2 separate regions of the Mus musculus genome follow, and region 2 is linked to region 1. The links are chromatin contacts, called in public HiChIP or PLAC-seq maps. All regions are on one chromosome and are shown on one strand. The core of a region is the stretch at or near the end of the contact, and the rest is flanking DNA. Distances in the headings are between cores, read along the strand shown.

Region 1 (6,663 bases), core at 2,810-5,309:
TAGATCACCATGGAAACAGTCTTAAAGAGAAAAATGCTGTTATACATATGCTTCAAATCACATCCCAGAAGGGCTGAAAACCAGGTGAAATCCTGATTGTATGCCTTGCCCAATCATTCTTAAAGTAATCAGTGTCTAAGGTACTTAATTTTCCTAAATAGTTGTTAAATGACTTCAAGATCCTGCATAGTTCTGTGACTTATTTCATTGTAGTGACGTAATTGTGCCTCTACTTTAATGACAACAGACTTACTGGAATTGACTCCTGGAGCCCTTATAAAGAAAACACAGTTAGGACTTACATCCTGAAGTTTACATGCTCTGAACATTTATATTCAAAATGGGCTTCGCCATCTACCCACTTACTGTCGCTTTGATTTGTACTCTCTTATCTTGTCCACGAAGAGTTTCTGTACAGGATCAAGTTCCTTATTAAAGGCCACAGCTGTAACACCAATGTTCCTCTTCAAATGCACAGAGACTGCTGACCGAAGGACAGAGGAGAGCCTGAAGATCCTCTGCAGAACCATGGCTGAGTCTCTGTACTAGAGAAGCATTAAAAGTTAATGTGCTTTTCATACAACACCTGAAATCCATCATGTGCTGAGAACCCAATTCTATGAATCAGGTTACAGCACTAAATTACATCGGAACGCAAGCTATGTCTGGCCAGTCATGTTACCCTTGCACAATAAGGCCTTTCCTTCTTACCAAGAGGCCCTGGGACCTAGGAGTAGCTGAGAGTTCTGTTAGAGCTAAACGGCAAGAGAAAACTCCTGACTTGGGGCAGTGCCGTTCTTTTTCCCATGATCTTAGTCTCGGGTCTGAGGAAAGAGTGAGGTGAGGCTGTTTAAGAGCACTGCTTGTCACCAGCAGGAAAAGACAAACTGCCTCTACTGTGCCAGCTTCCATGACCTCTTGAAGGGACAGAGAGAGTCAAGACAGCTGTCTTAGCCAGGAGTAAGAGGCTGGAAGTTTCCACTTCACAGGCTCATAGGAAGGAAAACAGCTTTGCCTGCTAACAACGCATGATCCCAGCCACTTCACACTGGAACCAATCAACTTCCAAAAGAAACAGCAAAGAAAAACAACGTCAAGGCCAAGTGAGCCCTGCAGTAACAAAAAGATTAGATGATACAAGCTCATCCGAGTTTACTGAGGATCTAGGTCAATAGTTTAAACACCAAGCTTAAAGCCTCTCTCCTCGTCAGACCCTTGAAGCTAAACCAAATGATTTTCTAGCTCAAAGCAGTGATAGATACACTAAAGGAGAGGATAATTCTTGTTGAGATCTGAGTAAAATAGGAATTTAAAGATCAAAATCAAATGTATTCCAAATTACAAAAAAATATATCCAAGCAGGAGGTCCAAAAGGAAGAGAGAGAGAGGCTGAAACTTAGATGAAAAAATGTCTTCCCATCTAGACTTAGCTTATAAAATGGAAGGGTTCCCCAAACTCTAGTGAGCTATCAACAGGAGAGCCATAGTGCAATGAACAGCTTCGGACCATTTCATGAGACAGTAAGTGTACCCTGGAAATAAGACGACCCTCTCCCACCGCACTTCTATGATATCCGCTGTGCTACAGTGCTTACGGGGTCTTACAGGCAAAGCTTCTCAGGAGGGCCGTGATAAAGGCCACACAACCCCTGAGGAAATCCTGCCACCATGCTTCCCAGGCTCCCACCAGCTAGCTATCTGCTGCCGACGCCTTACTTCTACTAGATGAGAGAGAACCATGGTAGTGAGCATACGGCTACTACTTCACATTATAGAGAAAGTATGGACAAGAATTTAAAAATCTTTACGTTAATTTGACAGTTATTTCTCTTGAATTTAGTAACATCACCAATTACAAAAATGGTGGTGGAGGGGTAGTGTTGTTTTGTTCCGTTTTGATTTTAAAGCCAGGACTGGCATCAAGCTTATGAGGCTGGCACTGGGGAGGCAGGCAAAGGCCAACCTTCTGGAGCTCACTTGGCAACCTGGTCTTTTTGGCAAGATCCTGGATACGGACCGATTATGTCTCAAAAAGCAATGTGCACAACCTGAAGATAAACAGCGGAGGCTGATCCTGGCCATTGGAGAAACACAGGCAGAAGTGTCCACATACATATGCACACATAGATACATAGATGGATAGATGGATGGATGGACAGATGGATGGATGGACTGACAGAAATGCACAGAGGGTTTTGAGTGGTACCACTAATAGTTCAAGAATCGTTAACTATATGGCAGCTGATTGGCATAATGGTTATTAAACATATGTGAAGGGAGAGAGTGTATAATTTTCGCTACAAGGGCACAATTCCTGTCTGAAGATAATTTTGGCTGTCCTGAATAAGTTGAATGAAGGTGGCCTATAGTGGGTAAAGTTCGGGCACACTGCTATACTCCCTACAACATGAAAGATAGCAATCTTCCCTATTCTCATTTTGAAGAGTTATCTAAAGTGTCAATAGTACCAACTTCAACAAACCTGGTATAACATTTAGTACTGCTGAAAAAAAAATCAAATAAGCACGAGTTTTCATTCACCGATCCCGATAAAAATAAAACATTTGAGGAAATCAATGCCATTCATACTCTACCAGAGAATTATACAGGCGAAAGAGCTACAGGCAAGTAGACAAGACTTTATAATAAGAACACCACACTTGATTCATCCTGGAAATCTAGGAACACACTTAAGACATAATTAGTAAGGTATCAAGAATTCTTTAGCCCTAAAAATACTGTAAAATACTTCCATATTGTCCACTTAGGAAATACTCTCTAAGTGTTAGGGGAAGGTGCTTCTTTCAGTCTTGCTTATAGGTGATTAAAAAAAATATGTCTAAAGAAGGTTGTTTACCTAACATTCCACAGTCAACCTGCTCCCAATCTAACTGCCAAGACGGTCATTTCTTCTACAAGACAGGGAAAATACATTTTCACTTTCAATAACGCACCATCCCAAACAATGATTTCCAATCCCCACGTCTAATTTAGCGTACTCTCTGAACCCCAAACATACATGTATACTCACCTCCTAAGTCCTACTCAATCGTTCTAACAGTGACCACATTCTCTCTTACCAAAACTACTTGTTGTTTCTCCTTCACTGCCTTTCACTTTTTCAGATTAAATAGAGAATGCGATCTGTTCATGATCACACGGAAGACAAATGGCATCCTAAGTGTAGAACACCATTTGGGACAAATTCCGTACTGAATTAATATCCTGCACTAGCTTGCTGCTTGTTAGAGGTCTGATAGTAACAATATTGGGGAAAGCATGGTGGGGGTGGGGGTGGGGTAATCAAAGTTCAAACCCAGAGGTGTAGCTTTGGGAAGGCGCACGGCTCTCCTATTTATAGCGGTTGACTGACCAGCCTAGCCGAAGGCTAGTCCCTTTGCTGCTCGTGAGTATCTAATCATAAAGTCAATCGACAAAGCATGACTTCTAGATTGGATATAAAACTTTTAGGATATCACCATCGCCCTTTCCTGTCTTAGGAGGCTCGATCGCCGCCTGCATTATTCACAAGCCTGTGGCGCGCCGTGACCTTGGGCTGCCCCAGGCGGGCTGCAGGCTCACCACCCCGTCTTTTCTGCTTTTCGAGTCGGCCCGCTCTGCTCCCAGGAGAGCATTCACGGTCTTATTTAGTGAGCGTAAGGCAAATCTGAATACCCAGCAGGGCCGAGGTCACCTGTGACCCCAGGCCAGGCCAGGACGGTGCCAAGGACACGGGGCTGCGCTCTACTCCCAGGGCAAAGGTGACGGGCAGCCCTCTCTCCTCGTGAAGAAACCCAGAAGCTCAGTCCCAGGAGGCCGAGCTAGCCCAGTTACCCTCCCAGTCACCTTGCACTGAGTCCCGAGCTGCCAGAGTCACCGCCGCCGCCACCGTTCTACTTCCGGCCCTGGCTCCGCCTACACACGCCTACCCGCCATCGCAAGGCACTATGGGCCGCGGCTTCAGTCGTTCGACGCTCACCGGACAGGAAGCGCCTCGAAGGGAGTCTGCGACCGGACGCCTCTAGGTGAGACAGAAGCCAAACAGGAGGAGGAAGTGGAGGGTAAGTGCTTCCGGGTCCCTCAGCTAAGACTCCGCCATCTTTCCTACACTTTAACTTCACCCCCTTTTCCCTCTTGGAGACACTGCACTGTACGCATGCGTATTCTGGCCTGTCCCCTAGTTCAAGCTCCCTTCGGAGTCAGCGTCCCGATCCTTGGGGTTGGGGAGGTGGATGTAGGGTGGGGGTACAAAGGAGCGCGTAAAAACCAAAACCAAAACAAAACAAAAAACCAAAGCGGCTGGGGGGCGTTTGTGCCTCGTGAGCCCCGTCGTCGCGGGCGTTTCGGGCCGCGCAGCCTGCTGGGAGTTGTAGTTCCAGGCCCGGGGGTGCCTGGGAGGCGGGAGAGGGGCTGGGGTTCCTTAGCGCCGATTCCACGGGAAGGGCCCCGGGACCTTACCCTGCTACTCGCGGGAGCGGCGCGGCTCGCCCGGAGAGGCGCTGTACCTGGAGCCCGCGCCGCCGCCGTTCCCAGCCGGCTGTGGAAGCGCGGGCTAGGGCCACGGGACGAATTCCGGAGCTGGTGAGTTGCGGACGCGGGCTGGCGGGGAGCGCGGGCCCGCGCGGGCGGCCTGGTTCCGGGGCTTGTCCCCCCCCGCGGCCGCCTCTGTGTTTTGTTTCCGCTGGGTCCCCGGCGCTGCGACTCCCATTTCCGTTCGTGGAGACTTGAGGGAGCCTGGTGGGGAGGGGCGGGAGAGGCTGTGCGGGAAGCCGAGGGGAGGGGCGCGGGGAGCGGCGTGGCCCGGGCCGCGTTGCGGGACGCGGCGGAGTCGCCCGTCGCACGGGCGCGGTCCAGGCTCGGCGCGCTGGCCGAGCGCACAGCCCCGGGCGCTCCCGGGTCTCTCGGGAAGATGCCAGACCTGTCTGTCACCCGAGTCAGCCATCCCCGCACTAGCAGTACCGATTGCCCTTCTGGAACTGTCCTAGAGTCGCATCGGTGCAATCGTTCTAATGCATAGGATGACTTTCTGCGTCTTTCCCGAAGATGTCAGTGAAAGTTACTGTACCTTGCCAACTTCCCCCACTCCTCCCCCCGACCTTTTTTGGGGGTTGGTGTAGTGCAGTGAACACAACGATGGAGTTTAGGGGATTCCACCCTTAGGGTCCACAGCATAGAGAATGGTGCCAGCGCATCGTTTCACGATGACAAACAGTCATTTGAAACTAAATCCTTAGGTAGGCCAGTGAGATGGTTCGACAGGTAAAGGCACTTGCTGCCGAGCCAGACTGTTCAGCCTCTGGAATCCAGATGGAAGGAGGAGAGAACTGTCTGCTCTCTGACCTCCACAAGTGCGCATGCGCACCTTATAAGTGGTGTCTGGGTACGTGTAAGTTTGTGTTGGGTGTCACTTTCTAGCCTGGCTGACCTTGAACTTGCTATGTAGATTAGACCGGCCTAGAGTTTAGAGGCCTATCTGCCTCTATTTTCTGAGCGCCGGCATTAAAGGTGTGCACTACCTTGCCTAGCAAAATAAGTGCATTTTTTAATTGGTTATTTTATTTATTTACATTTCAAATGTTGACCCCTTTCTTGGCCTCCCCACCTCAATTTTTTTAAAACAGGTAGATTGAGCTAATGACAGGACTGACTGCTGGCAAGAGGAAAACATTTATATAGATCCCCCTCACATTCTTAGGTACCCCATGCCACTAAACACTGGCCATTTTTTTAGCACTTCTTTTTTCTTTCTTTTGTATTTGTATTACTACCTGGATGCCAACTGGATTTACGTCCATTTTATCTTTGCTACAAGTACAGACGCGTAACTTGGGGATACATAGTCGTGACTGAGTCAGTTCAGTAAGTACTGAGTGCGGTAGTAAGGTTGAGGAGCCCAGGGGGGCCAAGTACTGGATTCATCTGAGTCTCTGGCAACTGTACAACAAACCTACAGGACCGAAAAGAGGAATGGTAGTTTTGAGAACTCTCATGCTCTTCCCCAGAAGGAGGTTTTTTGGGGGAGTGAGGGGATTTCAGACAGGGTTTTCCTGTGTTTGGCTGGCCTTGAACGCTGATGCACCTCCCACTGCCTCCCAAGTGGTGGGATTAAAGGCATGGACCACTGCCTTCTGGCTCAGTTTTTAACTTTTTAAAAAATTAATGAATTCATTCACTTTATATCCCAATTGTCTCCCTCCCTGTCCTCCCCCTCACCCCATTACTCCTTCGAAGGGGAAGGCCCCCCTTCAGTATCCATCCTAGGACATCCAGTCACAGTAGGCCTAAGCCTGCCCTCTCCACTGAGGCCCAACTGGTAGTCCAGTTAAGGGAACGGGATCCATTGCCAGGCTCAGAGAAAGCCTCCACTCCAGTTGTTAGGGACCGACGTGAAGACCAAGTTGCACATCTGCTGCAAATGTGTAGGTGGCCTAGGTCCAGCCCCTGCCTGTGCTTTGGTGGGTGGTTCATCTTCCATGGCTCCAGGTTAGTTGACTCTGGAGGTCTTCCTTAACCCCTCCAACTCCCTCATTCCCATCCCCAACTCGTCCATGAGACTCCCTGAGCTCCGCTGATGTTTGGCTGTGCGTCTCTGCATCTGTTTCCATCAGCGGCTGGGATGAAGCCTCTCAGGCGACAGCTATGCTAGGCTCCCATCTGCAGGCA
Region 2 (6,663 bases), core at 1,392-3,891, 2.6 Mb after region 1:
CAGAAATGTTGCTCACCCATGTTCATCACTGCTCTATTCATAATAACCAGAAATTGAAAACAGCCTAGATGTCCATCAACTGACAGATGCATAAAGAAAACATCGGAACATTTACACAATGGGATGTTATTTGGCTGTTTAAAAAAAAAAAGTGAAATTCTGAAGTTACAGGTAAATGGATGGAGCCAGAAGCAATCGCCCTGAGTGAGTAGCTCGGGATGTTGTTACCTTTCAAGCTTTAGATATATATGTGTTTCAATACAAATAGCACAGAGGCTAGGAGGTTAATAAGAGACCGGGGAGAAGAGAGAATCTCCCAAGGAAGGGAAAATAGAATATAGTATTATGTAGCGACAGAGGCAAGTCTAGAATAGGAGAGTTATACAGGGAGGATTGGAGAGAAGTGTAAAGAAACAAACAGAGAGAGAAAGATAACACTAAAGACCAAGCCCTCTGAAAAGCCATTTGGAAACCTATGTTTAGAATATGGAGAGACACTATCCCAACCAAACACGGTACCCACTAAGTAAAACCTCTAGTGCCAGGAATGGGCTACATTTCTTGAGTCATTGGCAAAAAGGAGTCCCACAGCACACCTCCCCCCAAACATCACAGGCTATTTCCAAGGCTATGAGTCACCCTCCACAGCCTGATGACATGGCCCTATTGTGGATGATACAACTTCTGTCATCAAGCATGGAGAAACAGGCCTAGTGGCCAACTAGAGGCTTCATTCCCGCTGAGTCGTGGTCATGAAACTTTGTATGCTAGTGGAGGACCACAAGAGCACCTGCTGTATGACATGCTGCTGTGATGCTGACACAAATGTTATGGGAGTAACCAAACTTTGGGAGTTTTTGGCTTAAGGCCTATTCCCTAAGATAGAACCCATACATAACCTTGCCAAAGAGGCTAAGAACTTGAGACTAAACAGGTCTTGTGCAGGCCCAGGGGAAAACCCACTTTTATCCTTCTAAAGGAATATAGCAATAAAATGACTCCTAATGACATATTCAATAGATCAGTGTAACCCTCAACTCCCATCAGAGAAGCTTCTCCCTGTAGCAGTAGATCTGGACAGTGTGCAGTTACTCGGCCCTAAATGAGACGCCTTTGTATCAAACACCTTCACTCAAGGCTCAGGCTTGGAAGAAAGATTCTAAGAGTCAAAGGTGGATGACTGGAAGGAAACGGTGTCATCCACATCAGCAGTGCACATATGGACTCACAGTCACTGTGACAGCACACACAAGACCTGCACAGAGTTAAGTCAGACAACTTCCCAGTGCGGGGAAGGGGAAATGGACACAAAAAGTCATTTGCGATGGATACATGAGCTGCACGTAGGTCCTCACATATGCAGTGCATGTGCAGCTTGGTCTTCGTGTGGGTCCCACACAACTGGAGGGGCAGCTGTCCCTGACTCTGTTACCTGCCTGTGGACCCTCTTCGCCTAACTGGGTGGCCTTGAGTGGCCTCAGTGGAAGAGGATGCACCTAGTCCTGCAGTGAATTGAGGTGCTAGGGTAGACTGGTAGCCAGAAAGACCTCCCTGTTCTCAGAGTAGAAGAGGAAGGGGCTATGGGGGAGGAGTTTTGTGGGAGGAGGACTGGAAGGAGGGGGCTGCAATTGGGATGAAAAGTGAATAAATAAGTAAGTTAATGGGAAACGAAGTTACTTGTGCTTGATAACCCCTAGGCGAGTAAAATCAGTTTTCTACAGTAAGAGTCACTGCTTATATCAACTCCACTCCAATCTTGTCTTATTGATGTGGGGGGAAGGGGAGAGTGAGGGAGAGGAAAGGATATTATTAAAATATACTGCCTATTAATCTTCAAAAAAACAACAGATAGAAAGTAGAGTTTATCAACCATAGTAATGGAGGGAAACATGAATATGACCCAGAAAATCCTAATTTGGGGTTCATGATGCAAGAGAAATGAAAACTTATCTTCAAAAAACAAGACACATTCGGGGCTCAGAGGTTAAGAGCACTGACTGCTCTTCAGAGGTCCTGAATTCAGTTCCCAGCAACCAAATGGTGGCTCACAACCATCTGTAATGGGATCTGATGCCCTTCTGGTGTACCTGAAGAAAGCGACAGTGTCCTCACATACATAAACCAAATAAATCTTTTAAAAAAAAAAGGAAAAAAAAGGACACATTCATGAATTATAGTAGCACTGTTAATCATAGCCCAGAAGTGGCAATATCATAATGTTTATCAACAGAGGAACAAATGTGGTATTATACACAACAGACTACTTTTCAACCAACACGAAGAAACTCATGGTGGTCCACACAAATTCAAGCCTGGCTACATAGTGAACCAACAACCTAGGCAACTTAGTAAGATATAAGATGGAGGCGTGGGGGAGGGGAGGAGCTGAGAAATGACTAAGAGCCACAGTATGTACTGGGTGCTAGGCTCTGAGCAACAGCTTTCCTAACTGTAACTCAGCTAAAAGGGAGGCTTGCACTTTACACAGATGGATGTCACAGCTCTCAGGAAAGATACAAAGCATGTGCTGCAATACTGCACGGTTCCCAACAACCCTATGTAACTGCCATGTTTTGATGTAATACATATTTCTGCCAGGCAGTGGCCGTGCACACCTTTAATCCTAGCTCCAGGAATGTGGAGACAGGTGGCTCTCTGAGCTCCAAGTCAGCCTAGTCTACAGAGTGAGTTTCCAAGATAGCCAAGGCTACAAGGGAAAGCTAGTCTCGAAACAAAATAAAACAAAACAACCAACCAACCAAACCCATATATTTCTAAGAGAAGGGGGAAACACACATAGGACTGTTCCCAGTTCAATCCAGTTTGCTAAGGGTTTCTTGAGAAGTTAAGCCATCCCATGATTTGAAACCATTACATTTTTTTTTCAACTGTCTCAGTTCATCTCAGAATAGAGCTAGTCTGTTTAATCTTCTGCGACATTCTGGTTGATTTGCTTATATCTATCTCCTTTCATACTTCAGGCTCAATAATAACCGCTGTTCATGCCCAGGACAGGTCTGTGCCAGTTGGGCTCTTAGAGCTGACAGGAGAAGTAGGCCCACACACCCATCCTAACCCAGAAGCTATCTCCAATCAAGAACCACTTGCAAATGAAAACTCCATTTTCTCCAAGGAAGTCCCACTGGGGAAACAAACTACACTAAGGGGTAGGTCTCAGGACAGCAGTAGATGACCAACAGAAACAGCAATGGCATCTCGGGAGGGCTTTTTTGTTTGGTTGGTTTTGTTTGTTAGTTTTTTCTACCTTACAAGTCCTTTGTGTATATCATGGGTTCCAGTTTTGAGTGTTTATGGGATTGCCGAGTGTGTGAATGTGTGTGTACGTTTCTTGTGCTTTTTCTTTGGCTCTTTTTCTTAGATGCCTGTTTGTTTTATAAGGAGAGAAAGAAAGAATGTGGAACTGGATGGGAAGGAAGGTGTACTGGCTGGTTTTGTGTGTCAACTTGATACAGCTGGAGTTATCACAGAGAAAGGAGCTTCAGTTGAGGAAATGTCTCCATGAGATCCAGCTGTAAGGCATTTTCTCAATTAGTGATCAAGGGGGAAAGGCCCCTTGTGGGTGGGACCATCTCTGGGCTGGTAGTCTTGGGTTCTAAAAGAGAGCAGGCTGATCAAGCCAGAGGAAGCAAGCCAGTAAGTAACATCCCTCCATGGCCTCTGCATCAGCTCCTGCTCCCTGACCTGCTTGAGTTCCAGTCCTGACTTCCTTGGTGATTAACAGCAGTATGGAAGTGTAAGCTGAATAAACCCTTTCCTCCCCAACTGCTTCTTGGTCATGATGTTTGTGCAGGAATAGAAGCCCTGACTAAGACAAATTGGTACCAGCATAGTAGGGTATTCCTGTGACAACCTGACCATGTTTTGGAGAGGACTGTGGAAGGACTTTGGAACTTTGGGCCAGAAGATCCATTCGGTGTTAAGAGCACTGTGGGATGTTGTGTACGAGCTTGGAAGATAATGTTGAGAACAGTGCAGAAGATGGAGGCCTGGCTTGTGAAATTTCAGAGGGAAAATTAAAGACTCTTTTCAGGGCCATTGCTAGTTTGGAGTTTGATTATTCTATGGTTCTGGTTAGCTGGGGCTGAAGAATCAGCTGTGAGTAACAAGATACCAGAACTACTAAAGCAAAATCTTTGCATTACTGGGACTATTGATGCTGGTTAGCTGGAGCTAAGAAATTAGCAGTGATTAAGAAGAGACCAGCATCGTTGAGGTGACGTCTTCTGGGAAGTGTTTTCTGAAAGCACAAAGAGGCTGTGTTCCAGAGATAGCCAAGGTTGTACTTCTGCTGCAGCAGGACTTGGTAATGTGTAAGGGTCACCCAGGTGGTACTGGTTTTGAAGTCATGAAGGGGTCACGCAAAGCAGCTGAGGCTCGGCACTGTGAGAGGCCATGGAAGGCCATTGGTGAAGGTGCAGCCTCAGTTGAAGTTGATGGCCCAGGACTGAAGGGGTCACGCAGTGTTTTGGAGATGCCAGGACCATGAGATGACAAAGAACAGCAGCAGCAGTGGAGTACAGGCATCTGGAGCCTAAAGGAAAAGCTGTGTGCTACAATGGACAGGGCTGGAGAAGTGACCTTAGCCCTTGGAGGAGACCAGAAGATCGTGAGTTGGATCCCAGACATTGGACAGTTGGAGTTTAATTTTTGCTTTTGATTGTGACTGTGCCCTGATATTTTTCCTTCTTAAAGGAAGAAAGTATTTTAGTGGAGCCCACAGTTAAGAGACTTTGGATTTTAAAAGACTTTGGATTTTAAAAGAGATGGATATTTTAAAGAGATTGAAATTTTAAGAATATTTAAGACTGTGGGACATTTAAAGTTATTTAGATCTTGGGGATGAATAAGAATGTAAGGGTCCAGGCCTACTAGTGATGTGTTTGTGTGTCAAGTTGACAGGGGGTCAATTGTACTGGCTAGTTTTGTGTCAACTTGACACAGCTGGAGTTATCACAGAGAAAGGAGCTTCAGTTGGGGAAATGCCTCCATGAGATCTAACTGTAAGGCATTTTCTCAATTAGTGATCAAAGGGGAAAGGCCCCTTGTGGGTGGGACCATCTCTGGGCTGATAGTCTTGGGTTCTATAAGAGAGCAGGCTGAGCAAGCCAGGGGAAGCAAGCCAGTAAAGAACATCCCTCCATGGCCTCTGCATCAGCTCCTGCTCCCTTGCCTGCTTGCCGTGTGGGACTGAATAACTGCTAGATCCTTGCACTTCCATTCACAGCTGCGACTGAACCATTGTTGGGAACTGGACTACAGACTGTAAGTCATCAATAAATTCCTTTACTATATATAGACTATCCATAAGTTCCATGATTCTAGAGATCCCTGACTAATACAGGGGGAAAGGAGGAATTGGGAGCAGTAGGAGAGATAAGGTTGTAATCAGAATATATTGTATGAAAAAAAAGATTTTCAATTAAAAACTGTTGCTGGGCACTGTGGTATATACCTTTAATCCCAGCATTCACAAGACAGAGGTAGACCTTGTGAGGTCCAAGCCACAGCTCCATAGTGAGACCTTGTATTTACATTTTTTTTAAAAAAATTTTTGCACAATCTTTTTGGTTTCCTGCCTATCTTTTTTTTTTTTTTTTTTTTTTTTTAAAGAATAGAATAGAGTTTATTCAGGGCATGGGGAGGAGTTGAGAGGCTAGCAGAGTCAGAGAAAGGCCGGGGTGGGGGATGGGGGGGTGGGGGGTAGGTAGAGGCCAGCCATGAGCACGTTGTGGGGGGGATGGGGAGAGAGTAGGAGCAGGAAGGGAAGAGCAAGTGAGAAGCAAGAGCGGTCCCTGCCTATGCTGAGACACAAAACCACAGTGAATGTCCATTTTCCTGATATAAGGAATATGGTCACTTTTAAGATGACAAATTTCATACATACCAAAGTCTGAATTTGATGTTAATTTTTGGACATCAATAATATTTTAGGAACAAATCTAAAAGCTCCAAAAAAGACCCTTAAAATACGCCGGGCGTGGTGGCACACACCTTTAATCCCAGCACTTGGGAGGCAGAGGCAGGCGGATTTCTGAGTTTGAGGCCAGCCTGGTCTACAAAGTGAGTTCCAAGACAGCCAGGGCTACACAGAGAAACCCTGTCTCAAAAAAAAAAAAAAAAAGACTCTTAAAATACATCAGCAAATAATAGTAGCATAAGTACTAAACTTAAGAACAGGCTTGACAAGGAATAAAATATTCTGTTTGGCAATTGGATCAATGTTGCCCCTAGTATGATCCTCCCCTAAACTACACAAATATAAGACTGTACAAACTTGGCCAGGCATGGTGGCAAGAATTTACAAACTAATATGTTTGTACTAAGGCATGGGTATAAGCAACAACATAAAGTATAGTTTAAGAATTCTGAAAAATTGGGGCTGGCGAGATGGCTCAGTGGTTAAGACTGCTCTTCCGAAAGTCCCGAGTTCAAATCCCAGCAACCACATGGTGGCTCACAACCATCTGTAACGAAATCTGATGCCCTCTTCTGGAGTATCTGAGGACAGCTACAATGCATTTACATATAATAAATAAATAAATCTTTTAAAAAAAATTCTGAAAAATTGATTGGAAAGTACATTTGAAGCAGGACATTCTCTGCTAAATACTTCTGTATTGATGTGAGAAGAAACTTGCCAAG

What was found. HiChIP or PLAC-seq counts read pairs in DNA pulled down with a chosen protein or histone mark.
Region 2: an H3K27ac HiChIP or PLAC-seq map of trophoblast stem cells shows a contact between it and region 1, with 14 times the contacts expected there. The contact joins the enhancer-like site here to the promoter of Atp5j in region 1. A contact is called at or near these places in 2 of 39 promoter capture datasets (cranial neural crest and embryonic stem cells), 1 of 484 Hi-C or Micro-C datasets (embryonic stem cells), 3 of 115 datasets of contacts at active chromatin or transcription factors (acute myeloid leukemia, large pre-B cells and trophoblast stem cells) and 2 of 9 other capture datasets (adipose tissue and macrophages).

What each region holds. Positions count from the first base shown.
Region 1 is chr16:84,830,963-84,837,625 of GRCm38.p6, forward strand. It overlaps Atp5j (ATP synthase, H+ transporting, mitochondrial F0 complex, subunit F), which reads right to left and starts at 4,060. Exons shown (of 4, transcript NM_001302214.1): 1 at 3,847-4,060; 2 at 367-545. The coding sequence starts at 530. It overlaps Gabpa (GA repeat binding protein, alpha), which reads left to right and starts at 4,162. Exons shown (of 10, transcript NM_008065.2): 1 at 4,162-4,581.
Region 2 is chr16:87,387,005-87,393,667 of GRCm38.p6, forward strand. All of the region lies in intron 25 of Ltn1 (listerin E3 ubiquitin protein ligase 1), which reads right to left. Among named protein-coding and RNA genes, the nearest start is that of Gm25896, 29 kb to the right of the region's middle. Within about 2 kb of position 2,642, at least 5 of the 459 cell types and tissues checked have an H3K27ac peak or open chromatin away from gene starts, as enhancers often do. A contact at or near this core is called in trophoblast stem cells, where this site is marked.